Regions from separate parts of the Mus musculus genome. Here region 1 is linked to region 2. A link is a contact called in public Hi-C data. All regions are on one chromosome and are shown on one strand. The core of a region is the stretch at or near the end of the contact, and the rest is flanking DNA. Distances in the headings are between cores, read along the strand shown. Region 1 has its middle 22 kb from the start of Mfsd6. Region 2 has its middle 24 kb from the start of Nemp2.

The links. A called contact is a pair of places that touch in the nucleus more often than the background predicts.
Region 1: a Hi-C map of CD8 T cells shows a contact between it and region 2, with 4 times the contacts expected there. The contact joins two enhancer-like sites. A contact is called at or near these places in 13 of 39 promoter capture datasets (the 3T3-L1 cell line, 3T3-L1-derived adipocytes, the C10 cell line and 8 more), 5 of 15 datasets of contacts at CTCF or cohesin (CD8 T cells, hippocampal excitatory neurons, large pre-B cells and 2 more), 207 of 484 Hi-C or Micro-C datasets (3T3-L1-derived adipocytes, the AML12 cell line, B cells and 115 more), 19 of 115 datasets of contacts at active chromatin or transcription factors (CD4 single positive thymocytes, CD8 T cells, the HPC-7 cell line and 15 more) and 4 of 9 other capture datasets (adipose tissue, embryonic stem cells, liver and 1 more).

The regions. Positions count from the first base shown.
Region 1 is chr1:52,747,142-52,750,641 of GRCm38.p6, reverse strand. No RefSeq gene overlaps it. Among named protein-coding and RNA genes, the nearest start is that of Mfsd6, 22 kb to the right of the region's middle. Within about 2 kb of position 2,196, at least 6 of the 459 cell types and tissues checked have an H3K27ac peak or open chromatin away from gene starts, as enhancers often do. A contact at or near this core is called in CD8 T cells, the HPC-7 cell line and bone marrow-derived macrophages, where this site is marked.
Region 2 is chr1:52,653,278-52,656,834 of GRCm38.p6, reverse strand. It overlaps a transcript of Mfsd6 not described here. Among named protein-coding and RNA genes, the nearest start is that of Nemp2, 24 kb to the right of the region's middle. Within about 2 kb of position 1,379, at least 81 of the 459 cell types and tissues checked have an H3K27ac peak or open chromatin away from gene starts, as enhancers often do. A contact at or near this core is called in CD8 T cells, the HPC-7 cell line and bone marrow-derived macrophages, where this site is marked.

The sequences.
Region 1 (3,500 bases), core at 947-3,446, 93 kb before region 2:
ATAAAATGTTTAATAAGCCAATCACCCCTGGACTGGCTTTGAGATCCATGTAGGTTTCACAAAGTTCCATACCCAGGCCACCAAGCTTGCTTTACTGCTCTGTGGTTGACATGTTGAAATTCTCTGAAAGTTTTACCTTCAGACAAGGCCATATGCATGATGGAGGGTTAAGTAGTTTTGAAACGATCCCTAACATTGCATGGTGACATATTTTGCTGTGATGAAAACACAAGGTATAGTCAGTGTCCCATGACAGTGTGACATGGCCCTCAACAGAACACAGATGTGAATTAGTGGCCTTGGCCACTGGGTTCCGAATCATATTCAAACCCCAGACACATCCAGAGCCACTGACAGAGCTTGAGTTGTGTGAGGTTGCCCTAAGGGCCTGAAAGCCACACTCTGAAGCCAGCTTACACATGGTTATTCCCTACCACCTGACCTTGCATAGTACCAGAGACCTTTGCCCCACACCTGCACAGGGTGCTTGTGTTGTGACAGAGCAAGCAGACTTTGGTCACTGGATACCAGACAGAATGAGAAGCCACCATGTGGCTCATGTTCTGCCCATCTCAAGGGAGACCTTTACTCATTGTTTTCCTGCTCTTTGAATGCTGGGGAAAAAATGGACTGAGCACAGGGTTCCCAGTGGAGGAGCTAGAGAAAGAACTCAAGGAGCTTGAAGGGGTTTGCAGCCCCATAGGAGGAACAACAATATGAACTAACCAGTACCCCCAGAGCTCACTGGGACTAAACCACCAACCAAGGAGTACACATGGAGGGACTCATGGCTCCAGCTGCATATATAGCAGAGTATGGCCTTGTGGAACATCAGTGAGAATAGAGGCCCTTGGTCCTGTGAAGGATCAATGCCCCACTATAGGGGAATGCCAGGACAGGGAAGCGGGAGTGGGTGGGTTAGTGAGTAGGTGGTGGGAGGATGGGATAAGGGTGTTTTCAGAGGGGAAATGAGGAAAGGAGAGAACACTTGAAATGTAAATAAAATACCTAGTACAAAATTTTAAAAAAGACAAATTTTTTAACTTACAAAATTATACTTTGATTTTCTCCTTTCTGTAATGAAGTAGAAGAGCTATACAGTATGTGTATATGCACAGATGCACATGTGTGTGTATGTATATATGTATGTGTGCTTGTGTGTGTGTTTTATCTCCTAGCTGTTTTATTCACAGTATCACAGCATCCATGATTTCAGGGGATCCTAGATGTCATGGCCACTGTGATTCAAAGCCAGCAGTTGACAAGTATATATTCATGACTAAGTATCATGGCCGGGTTTCACGGCATGCATGAAGAAGGCAATGGCACTCAGAAAAGATGTACAAGGAGGAAGGCTTACCACAGCCGGTATGATTTGTGTTATTTTCCTGTGTTGTCTAATCACTGATGCTGGAAAGGGTGACACGGAAAGAGGGAAGACAGGGCCACTTTGTTCCTCGTCTCCATGGTGCTTGCTCGCTGGTAAGCCCAAACATAGAGAAAAGTGATAGAATGTGTGGTTAGTAAGCACTGGAATAAACCCACTGGATTAGTATCCTGCACTGTTTGTTTATGGTGCTCTAGCAACAATGAAATACATAGCATGAACTGTGAAGATTGAATTAAGAAAAGCTGGGCATAATTACACGAGTCTTTAATCCCAGCTTGGGGTACAGAGGCAGGCACACCTCTGTGAATTCAAGGCCAGACTGGTTTACTTAGGAAGATCTTATCTCAAAAGAATAAAAAAAAAAAAAAAAAAGAGGGATTTTTGACGTTTTCACATATGTGTTAAACACATCTGCGTTGAAAACAGGTGTTAATGCAATATAAAGATGAGTGGCTAATATTCTTTACCCAGAATGAGGTTAAATATACTCCAAAAGAAAAGGAAATGGTTTTCCATTTGTACTTTAATGGCACCTGTCCCTGCTTTTGGAGTGATCCTCACCTCCAACCCATTTCTCCCTGTACTGTCCCCACAACGGCAATTATTTAGGTCTCAACACTCGATTTTCCACTTATGATCTTACTAGATGTTGTAATTATCTTCTAGTTCGTAGCCTGGCCCAAACCCAAGCCTCAGGGGAATTTAGGATTACTTCAACTGATAGTTCTTTTTAGATAGAGGAAACCTTGATGGTGTTTCAGGATTTACTGTAAAGCTCACACTGCCCACCAGGGGGCACTAACATTTTTTTGTGCAGGCTGATGCAGCTTAAAGACCAATTGTGGAAGTTCCTGACTCTGTTAACCACTTCCAATTGATTACTTTGTAATAACTAAGTTTTAAATGAATCACCTTCCTCAAAAGACCTCTCACTGTGTTTTAAACAAACTGCTTTCCTTAACTCATACCTTTTACTGAGTTTTAAGGTGTTTATTAAAACTCCTTTAAGATATGGAAACTATGGAGAAAAAAACAAAACAAAACAAAACAAAAAACAACATCCAGATTTGACTACTGCATAACACAGAGTTAATTTGTGGAGTTCTTTCTCCGTTGCATAAAGGAACAAGGATTTAAGCCACAGAGTAGAGGGGCCATTTGCAGGATATACTGACTAAGGACTGGAATACACAAGCAATAAAGATCTTTCACAATAAAGTCAACAGGAACAACAGAGAAGGCCAGGTGAAAAGGGCCTCTAAATCCTTGTAAAAGAAAATATTTAAATGATCAGTAAGTACATGAAAGTACTGGCTAGTTTTGTGTCAACTTGACACAGGCTGGAGTTATCACAGAGAAAGGAGCTTCAGTTGGGGAAATGCCTCCATGAGATCCAGCTGTAAGGCATTTTCTCAATTAGTGATCAAGGGGGGAGGTCCCCTTGTGGGTGGTGCCATCTCTGGGCTGGTAGTCTTGGTTCTATAAGAGAGCAGGCTGAGCAAGCCAGGGGAAGCAAGCCAGTAAGGAACATCCCTCCATGGCCTCTGCATCAGCTCCTGCTTCCTGACCTGCTTGAGTTCCAGTCCTGACTTCCTATAGTGATGAACAGCAGTATGGAAGTGTAAGCTGAATAAACCCTTTCCTCCTGAACTTGCTTCTTGGTCATGATGTTTTGTCCAGGAATAGAAATCCTGACTAAGACAGCAACCAATGTCACTAGTTATCAGAAAAGTGCACCAAACCCTCATAGAAACTAAAATTCTCTTGCAAGTCAGGTATGGTAGTCTGCACCTCTGCCCCTAGCATAGAAGAGGCAGAGGCAAAAGAATTCCTGTGAGTTCCAGCCTAACCTAGCTATAGAGTGAGTGCCAAGCCAGCCTGCCCACATAGTTTTAGGTGGAGCTTGTCTTATAGCCTAAATAAGTAAAATAAAGTTTATTTACACTCATGGTGGGAATATGGATTCGTGCAATTACTTTAGGAAAATGCTCATCAGTATTTAATAAAGTTGAATATATGCATATTCTATAACCTCTTTCTTAATACTTAACATGTGAATATATACCAAAAGATGTGTACTATTCACACCAGCCAACATCTGCAGCAGAGT
Region 2 (3,557 bases), core at 130-2,629:
TGATGGTTACTTTTGCACTTGAATGGTACTGCACTGTCAACCCCCAAGGCTCATTTTAAGTGACCTTTAAAATCAGATGTATTTATTATGCTCGTGCAATTACAGAAATGAAGTGGGAGACAGGCTGAGCCCCACCTATGAATGTACAGTATGTGGATTGTGAAAGTGACTGTAGGGAATCAGAGCGTTGTATCTTGTGTTTACAATTCTGGTTGATTTCTTTGAAAAGCTGCTGGTTTGGGAAATGCACAGTGGGTGTATTGAAATAAAAGGTAAATACCATTTTTAAATATTTCGTAAATGAAAAACACGTGACCAAACAAGAGAACATCCTCTGCTCTGTAATGAATGACACCAAATTCAATATGCCTTCGTTACAAAATGTTTACTGTGAGCGTCGATCCAACAGTGCAGTAATTTCTAGCCTTTTGAGCTGACACCTTCACGAGTTTGTGGACTTTGTGACTTTTTCTTCCTGTTCTTACAGTGCCATATGTCACTTGAAAAATATTAAAGTGAATTCCAATTAAACTTGATTTGAGAATTTTATAACCTCTCTTGAGATCCTTAGAAATACTCAGGGATGTCAAAGCTGAGGCTAGGAATCACTACCATAGTGATTTGTCCTGCTCCTCTCTGCCTGCAGGAAGTTATGCTACCCTAGAGTTCTGTGTGAACCCAACTTGGCTCGATGCTATTAACTAGACTATTCTTTTTTTTTAATTAGGTATTTTCCTTGTTTACATTTTCAATGCTATCCCAAAGGTCCCCCATACCCACCCCCCCAACCCCTTACCCACCCACTCCCCCTTTTTGGCCCTGGCGTTCCCCTGTACTGGGGCATATAAAGTTTGCAAGTCCAATGGGCCTCTCTTTGCAGTGATGGCTGACTAGGCCATCTTTTGATACATATGCAGCTAAAGACAAGAGCTCCAGGGTACTGGTTAGTTCATATTGTTGTTCCACCTATAGGGTTGCAGTTCCCTTTAGCTCCTTGGGTACTTTCTCTAGCTCCTCCATTGGGAGCCCTGTGATCCATCCATTAGCTGACTGTGATCATCCACTTCTGTATTTGCTAGGCCCCGGCATAGTCTCACAAGAGAGAGCTATATCTGGGTCCTTTTAGCAAAATTTTGCTAGTGTGTGCAATGGTGTCAGCGTTTGGAAGCTGATTATGGGATGGATCCCTGCATATGGCAATCACTAGATGGTCCATCTTTTTTGTCACAGCTCCAAATTTTGTCTCTGTAACTAGACTATTCTTAAAGCAGAGTAATAGTACATGCCAAAGGCCAGCACAGCTCAAGAGCCAGAGTCATAGGACAGTGCTACTTTATCGTCCTAGTGAGCTTGCAGTGGCAGGAAGTTGCAGTGGCAGGAAGTTGCAGTGGCAGGAAGTTGCAGTGGCAGGAAGTTGCAGTGGCAGAAAGCAGGCAGGTGGCTAGCACTCCCGGGGATTTGCAGCTTGCTCATGGGACTCCTAAGCAATATGCCTCTCGGCATATCAGTTAAGTAGAGCAGCTGCAAAAGGGGAAGTTCATCCATGGTTAGGTCATTTGTTTTTCAAAAGCCCTACCTGGTATACATAACCTTCCCCATTGAAAATATGAGGATTCTTAAGCGAATAGGGCCTAAGTTATGGGATCATGGTCAGAGCCAGGACACAGACTCAACTCTTGCTAACACCAGAGCCCTGCCTACCACCTTCCCATCCTAGTGGGAGGGAAAGCGTCCACGGTGGTACAAGACATAAATAGCCAAGCCATGAGTTCTGTGTGCCTGAAACCTATGTGTGTTTGTTTCTATTCTTGATTTCTAGACATTCTCTAAAACCTTAAATCAGCATCCCAAGCAATAGCCTTACCAATAAAACGTCCTGACAAGATTGTAGGCTACTTTTGTTGTCCCAGTATGAGTGCTATGGGCTGCTTGTGACTCTTACAGTGGATATGTACCTACTGTGTCTCTGAGGATTTCTATCTTTTTTTGTTTGGTTGGTTGGCTTTATTGTTTGTAGAACATGATTTTAGTATTTTCAACTGTTAATATTCAACAAACAGAATCATTTTAAGATATATTTTGTTGTATTTCATTTCTGATTTTATTAATTTAGATACTGTCTTTGTGCCCTCTGGTTAGTCTGGCTAAGGGTTTATCTACCTTGTTGATTTTTCTCAAAAAAACAGCTTCTGATTTTGATTCTCTGTAGAGTTGGTTTTGTTTCTACTTGGTTGATTTCAGCCCTGAGTTTGATTATTTCCTGCCATCTACTCCTCTAGGGTGTATTTGCTTCTTTTTGTTCTAGAGCTTTCAGGTGTGCTGTCAAGCTCCTGTAAGCTCTCTCCAATTTCTTTTGGGAGAACTTAGAGCTATGAGTTTTCCTCTTACAACTGCTTTCCTTGTGTCCCATAAATTTTGGTATGATGTGTCTTCATTTTCATTAAATTCTAAAAAGCGTTTCATTTTTTTTCTTTTTTTCTTCCTTGACTGAGTTATCATTGTGTAGAGCATTGTTCAGCTTCCACGTGTATGTGTGCTTTCTGTTGTTTTTATTGATATTTAAGACCAGCCTTAGTCTGTGGTGATCTGATAGTGTGCATGGAATAATTTCAATCTTCTTGTATCTGTTGAGGCCTGTTTTGTGACTGATTATATGGTCAGTTTTGGAGAAGGTACCATGAGGTGCTGAGAAGAAGGTATATTCTTTTGCTTTAGGATGAAATGTTCTATAGATATTGTTAGATCCGTTTGGTTAATAAGTTCTGTTAGTGTCTCTGTTTAGTTTCTGTTTCCCTGATCTGTCTATTCCTGAAAGTGGGGTGTTGAAGTCTCCCACTATTATTGTATGGGGTACAATGTGTGCTTTGAGCTTTAGTAAAGTTTCTTTTATGAATGTGGGTGCCCTTGCATTTGGACCATAGATATTCAGAATTGAGAGTTCTTCTTGGTTGATTTTTCATTTGACCAGTATAAAGTGTCCTTCCTTATCTTTTTTGATAACTTTTGGTTGAAAGTTGATTTTATTGGATATTAGAATGGCTACTCCAGCTTGTTTCTTGGGACCACTTGCTTAGAAAAATGTTTTCCAACCTTTTACTCTGAGGTAGTCTCTGTCTTTGTCACTGAGGTACATTTCCTGTATGCAGCAAAATGCTGGGTCCTGTTTACGTAGCCAGTCTGTTAATCAATGTCTTTCTATTGGGGAACTGAGTCCACTGATGTTAAGAGATGTTAAGGAAAAGTGATTGTTACTTCCTGTTATTTTTGTGGGTTTCTATCTTTAAACCACTTCCTGTGATGCAAACTGTCATGCAAGACATCACTTATGGGAAGTCTGGGGGCCTTTACTTCCTTAAGTTCTGCAAGAGCACTTGGATCCAAGTTAGGTGACTCTGTGAAGGTGAGAGTATGATTATGAGAGATGATTACTGGAGAGGGAAAGGGTGATTTCCCATCCAGACATCCTTCAGTGCATTGAGACAAGACACTTAAAACTCTAAACCACTCACGTAGTTTACACAAAAGCTTTAATAACTCCCTGACACAGAACTTCTAAG